2 separate regions of the Rattus norvegicus genome follow, and region 2 is linked to region 1. Evidence: chromatin contacts called from public Hi-C data. All regions are on one chromosome and are shown on one strand. The core of a region is the stretch at or near the end of the contact, and the rest is flanking DNA. Distances in the headings are between cores, read along the strand shown.

The links. Hi-C and Micro-C count contacts between places; a contact is called where the count stands out from the background.
Region 2: a contact with region 1 is called in a Hi-C map of liver, with 2.8 times the contacts expected there. The contact joins the promoter of Zfp948 here to the promoter of Zfp51 in region 1. A contact is called at or near these places in 2 of 12 Hi-C or Micro-C datasets (liver and mammary epithelial cells).

What each region holds. Positions count from the first base shown.
Region 1 is chr1:69,884,737-69,888,380 of GRCr8, forward strand. It overlaps Zfp51 (zinc finger protein 51), which reads left to right and starts at 1,849. Exons shown (of 5, transcript XM_039100166.2): 1 at 1,849-2,388.
Region 2 is chr1:70,037,462-70,041,105 of GRCr8, forward strand. It overlaps Zfp948 (zinc finger protein 948), which reads left to right and starts at 1,641. Exons shown (of 5, transcript XM_063277041.1): 1 at 1,641-3,634.

The DNA of each region.
Region 1 (3,644 bases), core at 599-3,098:
CCTCCAAGAGGGTCCTCCCCACAACCAGCCTTCGCCCTTCCCTGGGGCCTCATTAAGTGCATCTACCACTGAGGCCAGCCCAGGCAGTACTCTGCTATATTTGGAGGCCTCAGACCAGCTCCTGCATGCTGCCTGGTTGGTGGCTAGTCTCTGGAGACTGCTGGTCTTCCTATGGGTTCACCCTCCCCAACTGCTTCTTCAGTCCTTCTTCTAATTCAACCATAGGGGCCCAACTTAAGTGAAATGGTTGGGTGTAAATATCTGTGTCTGTCTCAGTCAGCTGCTGGTAGAGCCTCTCTGAGGACATCCATGCTAGGCTCCTGTCTTCAGTCACTTCTCTATTTTTGTCCCTGCAGTTCTTCTAGACAGGAACAGTTCTGGGTTAGAAATTTTGACTGTGGATTAGTAACCCTGTCCTTCCACTTCTATCTATGGAGGTGGACTCTTGAGTTCCCTCTTCCCATTGTTGGGCATAAAATGCCATCCATAAAACAATCCCATCACAAGATGGACAGGACTTTATTTCATATAACTAATGTCAAAGCTACTTAACATTTACTACTTCCTGACACAAAAAAGCAAGACTTTCTGACTCTTAACTATTACCTGACATGAACCCAGAGTCTGTGCCAGGCTTGGTGGACCATCTCATTAATCCTAGCGTTCCAGAGGCAGGGTAGGCTGATCTTAGTGAATTCAAGAAACAACAATAACAACAGCCTGTCTCAAAAAACAACAATAACAACAAACAAACAATTAAACCAACCAAAATTTAACAAATACAAGCACCCCCACCGGATCCTGATACAATCAAAAAAATTATAGACTGATGTGGTAATTTGAAAACAATTTTGAGGGGCAGGGACATGGCTCGGAGGTTAAGAGCACTGTGTGCCCTTCCAGAAGTCCTGAGTTCAACATCCACATCATGGCTCACAACCATCTGTAATGGGCTCTGATGCCCTCTTCTGGTATACAGGTGTACATGCAGATAGAGCACTCACGCAAAAGAAGTCTTTTTTTAAAACGTTTTTTGAGCTGGGCGTGGTAACACACTTCGTTAATAACTGTGCTATGCAGAGAAAAACCTGTCCCAAATGAATGAGTGAATGAACGAATGAACTTCCCCAAGTTTTCTACTATTAGCTATTTCATACTGGCATATTGCATTTGCGTGTCCACATCAACTATTGACCAGTCTCACCTCCTAAACCTCTGTTCTTCTGCTCTACAATTCCAACAAATCTCTCTGTCGTGTTCATCTCTCTTCATATTGCCAGCCCACTAAGATTTATAAGAGACATTTGTGAGGATGTGGGTTTGGATCTATGTGTTGGAGCCTGATGTGCTCAGAAGAGAATAACAGTATTCTCCTACAGTCTATCTATAGCCAACATCAGGTAAAGTGAGCCATTCCCTTTCCTATACTGGCTGTGGTCTTGTATGGGGCCAGTGCAGACAAGGACAGCTGCTGTTGGTTACTGACTACAATAGTTGTATGGAATCTAGAGAATGGTTTTTCTTAGCCTTTCCCCTCTTACTTCCTAACCACTCTTCTTTTGGTGTTCCCACAGCTAGAGATAGGATGGAGTAACTGACTTTATTAGGACTAGAACTATTTACCTTATTTATTTTTTGCATCTGTGAGAGTTAAGGTCTCTGCATTCAACACTCAAGGAGAGGGGCGAGAGGGAAGGGGAGGGGAGGGGAAGAGAGGGAAGGGGGGAGGGGAGGGGAGGGGAGGGGAAGGAAACAAACAATTCTGTTTTTTCTCACCTTAAGTATGAGTCACAGACTAGCTTTCTGAGTTAGTAAAATGACAAGACCGCCATCTAGTGGTACAAGTAGTACAGCACAGAATGAATTCTGCCCTGGGCAGATAGCCAAAGGGTTGTTGACCACTGACTTCTTGAGACACCTACTTCTTTTCAAAATCCAAGTTCTTTACATGTCTCTTCCCAAGTCAAAACTCCAGGCTTTGCTTTTGGCTTCTCATGTTTGTGCTTTGGGGTTGGGACTCGGGCTTCTGAATTCAGTCTGTGTTGTTGTTTGGTATAAAGTATGCATTCCTGAGTCCAGTGGGGGTATTAGACGGCCTGTCTTTTATCTAAAGGGTTCTGTACTCACTACGGGGGTCAGATATCAGGGTGTAGAGTCGTACCAGATCCACTTCTGGTCTAGCAGCAAGCATGTGGGGAGGCTGGGCAAGCTGAGCTGTGTGGAAAGCAGTCTAAGACAAAGTGGGAGGGACCGGTCTCCGCAGGGCCGGGCCACTCGCCCGGAAACGGAGGGTGCAAGGATGTTTGTTGGACCTTACAGGGGTACAGTAGAAAGCGTTCCGAGTGGGAGGAGTTAGTGGGGTGACGTGAGCGGAAGCTGGAAAAGTAGGTGAGTGAAGCCAGGTAAATCGGGCTGAGAACCAAAGCCAAAAGTGTCAATGACCTGTTCTCGTCCAGAGCTCGCGGCCCTACACCGTGGGGAGTAGCATGGTGCAGGCCCGGGGGCGAGATTTGGAAGAAGCTAAAACTCCGGGCAACCGTGGTGCCGCGCGAGGCATCCTGGGAGAGTCAGCAGCTCAGCAGCTGAAACTATAGCCCCGCGTGCCTGAAACCTCCCAAGTCAGAGGAGCTGCGGGACTGGGAAACGGGCTGGAAGGGAGCAGGGTGTGATCAGTATTTCTGGTGTTCATAAGTAAGCTAGCTCTGAAATTTCGCTGTCATTTTCTTTCATTCTCGATGTATTTCAGCGCATACTGAAATAATCCTGATGTGTTTTTTCATTGATCATGTGATTTTCAAAATATAGGAATAGTAGAATATTTGAGTTTATCTATTGATATTTGTAAACCAGTGCTCTTTGTTGAGGTGTAAAGGACAAAGCTCTTTAAATTTACTTACACGTTAACTCCTCTGACATACCCGGGACATACTTGGTAACTTGACAGCCCAGAGAGATTTTAGCTACTAGTCATATAAGGAATGGCTGGAAATGTAATTGAATCTAAAAGTATATTTGTTGCGAGTTTCATAGATATAGTTTAAATGTAACTTTTAAAAGTAAACTGTTTTCTCGTTTATTTACGGTACATTGTCATGACTGTTTCCTCTCCTCCAAGTCCCTCACTCTTCCTCTCCTTCACTCCTCCCCTCCCCGACGCCTTCTTCCCCTTATCCTCAGAGAAGGGAAAGCCTCCCATGGATATCCGTCCTGTTTGGCACATCAAGATACAGTAGGATTAGGCATATCTCCTATGGAGGCTAGACAAGGCAGCCCAGTTAGGGAAAGGGGATCCAAAGGCAGTCAACAGAGAAACAGCCTCTGCTCCAGTTGTTAGGGGACCAACATGATGACCAAGTTGCACATCTGTTACAGTTCACAGTTAGAAAGAACATTATAAGCCAGCTGGTGTTGGCACAAGTCTTTTTTTTTTTTAAGATTTATTTATTTATTATATATAAGTACACTGTAGCTGTCTTCAGACACACCAGAAGAGGGCATCAGATATCATCATAGATGGTTGTGAGCCACCATGTGGTTGCTGGGAATTGAACTCAGGACCTCTGGAAGAGCAGTCAGTGCTCTTAACCACTGAGCCATCTCTCCAGCCCTGGCACAAGTCTTTAATCCCTACACTTGGGATACTG
Region 2 (3,644 bases), core at 391-2,890, 150 kb after region 1:
AAATATCATAACAAACCTCTGACTATAGCAGAATGTATGGTTAACTTGACCTCACTCAGAGCCAAATTATTTTTGTGTGTGTGTGTCTTATAGTCAGGCTGCTCTCTCTTTTTAGTATCAACAATATAGGATGGCTGGCAGGCCTGAAGCAAAATGGCTATAGTTATTTCTAAGATATAATGCCAGGGAACGAGTTTTGAGAAATAGACTTCGACATGTATAATTGACATACATATATATTCCTAAGTATAACCTGGTCTGCCTATATCATGTTACCTCGGTATATATTTCCAGGGCTGTCCATTTGCTAAGAGATGACTGGTTGGTGTGCACATCCCTGAGGGAGACTCCTGCTCCCAGCATTCTGCAGTGGCCTGTAGTACACTCTGCCGGAATTGAGGCCGTGTTGGCTTTTCCCATCCACTTTGACAAGTCCGTTGTTGTTGTGCTTGTTTAGCTCTTGTTTGGGGAGTCATGTTTTTGAGCTTTTATGGATATATCTTCTTATATTACTAGGAAAAATAATCTCACTGCAAACTCTGTGATCTTCTCCCTCTTGAATATTAATACCCCATCTTCAGAAATACTCCTCTGAGTGTTTTGTAGATGCATCCATTTGGCATGGGCTCTACAACTCTACATTTTGATTAGCTGTGGATTTTTTGTAGTGATCTCTGTTGAAAGAGAAGTTTCCTTGATGAGGGGAGAAGTTTGCAATTATTTGTTGGTACAAGGAAAGATGCTTAGATTTTTATTAGGGATTATGCTGGTTTAGTAAAGTGGTGATCGTTAGTTCTCCTCTAAGATTCCTGGCTTCACCAGCACTGAGTTATGTTCTAGTATCAGTCATGGTTTCTTTTTGTTAAGTGTCTTAAGTCTACCTAGAGAGCTGTTTGTTACCACCAAGGTGAGCCTGCCACTACTGAACCCTAAGAGTTGTCCTGCCAAGATGATTGTTGATGTGGTTCACAGCATCATAACTGAGTAGGATGGTCATTAGATTCCTCCTTTGGAAGCTTGCATTAAGATTCTGGTTTCATACAAGCTATTTCTCAGGGAGAAGTCTGCTTTATTTTGAGGCAGGATCTCTCTCTGTATTGCCAGATATCCTAGATTCTCTATGTAGACTAGACTGGCCTTGAACACAGAGTTCCTTTTTTTTCTGTGTTAGTGCTTAGTTTGAAGGCTTACAAGACCTTTCCCAACTACACATACTGTTTTCTAATTAATCTCTTTCTTCCTTTATTATTTCTTCTTCTTCTTCTTCTTCTTCTTCTTCTTCTTCTTCTTCTTCTTCTTCTTCTTCTTCTTCTTCTTCTTCTTCTTCTTCTTCTTCTTCTCTTCCTCCTCCTCCTCCTCCTCCTCCTCCTTCTCCTCCTCCTCCTCCTCTTCCTCCTCCTCCTCCTCTTCCTCCTCCTCCTCTTCCTCCTCCTCCTCCTTCTCCTCCTCCTCCTTCTCCTCCTTCTCCTTTTTCTTCTGGTTCATTGGTTTGTTTGTTTGTAGAGACAGGGTTTCATTGTGTAACTTTGGCTGATCTAGAACTCACTCTGTAGGCCAGGCTGGCCTTGAACTCACAGACACCTGCCTGCCTTTGCCTCCTGAGTGCTTGGATTAAAGGCATGCACCACCACTGCCAGGTCATGAGGTCCTGACAGTTACCGAAGGTAAAGTCACAACTTACTTGGTAGAAATGTGTTGACAAATGGATCTTCTGTCTACTGACATTAAAGACTTCTGTTGTACCAAATAGGATACTCAAATTGAAATGGATGAGTTTCCAGGTGCATGTAACATATGAAGTATAAACAACATGAAATAAATAATATAAATAAGACTAAGAGGAAGAATGGGACTGAAGCAATTATAAAATGCCATCCTTAAAACAACCTCATGACTAGAATGACAGGATTCTATCAGAACTTTAAAGAACTAACAGCAAATCAACTTAACATTTAATACTTCTTGCCCGAAAAAAATCAAGACTTCCTGACTATTACCTGATACTAAGGCAGATAATGAACCTGACATGTGGAGCATGCCTTTAATCCTAGCAATTCCACAGGCAGGGAAGGCAGACCTCAGTGAGTTCAAGGCCATCTTGGCCCCCAAAACTATAAAACAAGCAAGCAAGCAAACAAATCAACAAACAAAAAACCCACCACATACTGGTACAACCAAAAAGAAATTACACTCTGATGTTAAAATTAAACAACTGGTCTGGTCACATTAGCACAGGTCTTTAAACACAGGTTCATACAGAGAAACGCTGTCTACAATGAAGGAATGAATAACCCGTCCCCCAAATTTTCTGTTAGATATTTCACAGACACAGACACGTCACATCATTGTGTGTTTCTGTGCCAATTTCAAACACTACCCACCCTCATCTCCTCCCTCCCCTGTCCTGGTCCACAATTCCAACAATTACCCTATGATTGTTCATCCCTATTCGTCTTGCCTGGACCCACTGAGATGAACTAGAGTCATTTGTGAGACTGGGTTTGGAGCTATGTGCTGGAGCCTGAGTGCTCAGCACAGGATAACAACTATAGGCAGTGATTCTTCTACAATCTATCCATAGCCAACATCTGAGAGATAAAGTGAGCCATTCCCTTTCCTAGACTGACTGTGGTTTTCTGTGAGGCCAGTGCAGCCAAGGACAGTTGCTGTTGGTTACTCATTACAGTAGTTGTATGGAGTCTAGAGAATGGCCTGTCTTACTTCCTCCTCTTTCCCTTACTTCCTAACCACCTCTTGTCTCTCAGTGTTCCCAGAGCTGGAGGTGGTATGGAGTAACAGACATTTTCAGGACTAGAACCATGTGCTTTACTTATCTTTTGCATCTTGCCAAGCGTCTGCATCCACCAGACATCTGTTTCCCTTCATATCAAATTTAGCTTGAGTCACGGAGCAGTAAAATGAGTTGGTAAAATGACAAGACCGCCATCTAGTGGTAAAAGCAGTACATCGCGGAATGAATTCTGCCCTAAGCTGTTAGCAAAACGAACACTTTTTTAGACACTTTTTTCCCCCTCAAAATCCAAGTTCTTTGAATATCTGTACCAAAGTCAAAATTTCAGACTTTGGTTTTGGCTTCGCATATTTGTGTGTTGGGGATGGGACTCTGGCTTCTCAAGTTAGCCTGTTATTGTTTTGTATGAAGTAGGCTTGTTTTAGGCTATTTTGCATGCGAAGGATTCAGAAACCAGGATGGGGAGTCAGATACCGGGTGCAGAGTCCTATCAAACCCAGTTCTGGTCTAGGCTGGCAGTCGTCATGGGGAGGCTGTGCAGATCGGGTCCAGGGCAGCCTGACAGCTCGAGCTGTGTGACAGGAAGCCTGAGACAGAGTGGGAGGGACCGGTCTTCGCCGAGCAGGAATACACACCCAGAAACATGGTGGAAGGTTGTTAGCCCTTAGGTGGGGGTTGAAAAAAAATAGTTCCGAGTGGGAGGAATTAGAGGAGTGACGTAAACGGAAGCTGGAAACTGGGTGTGGGAGGCTGGAGACCTGAGACAGAGAACCAAAGACAGAAGTATCATCAGCCCGTTCAAGTCCAGAGCTCCAGGCCCTGCACCGCGGGGAATCGCGAGGTACAGACCTGGAGTCGGAGGACATAGGACTTCGTGGGAAGGTAAAACTCC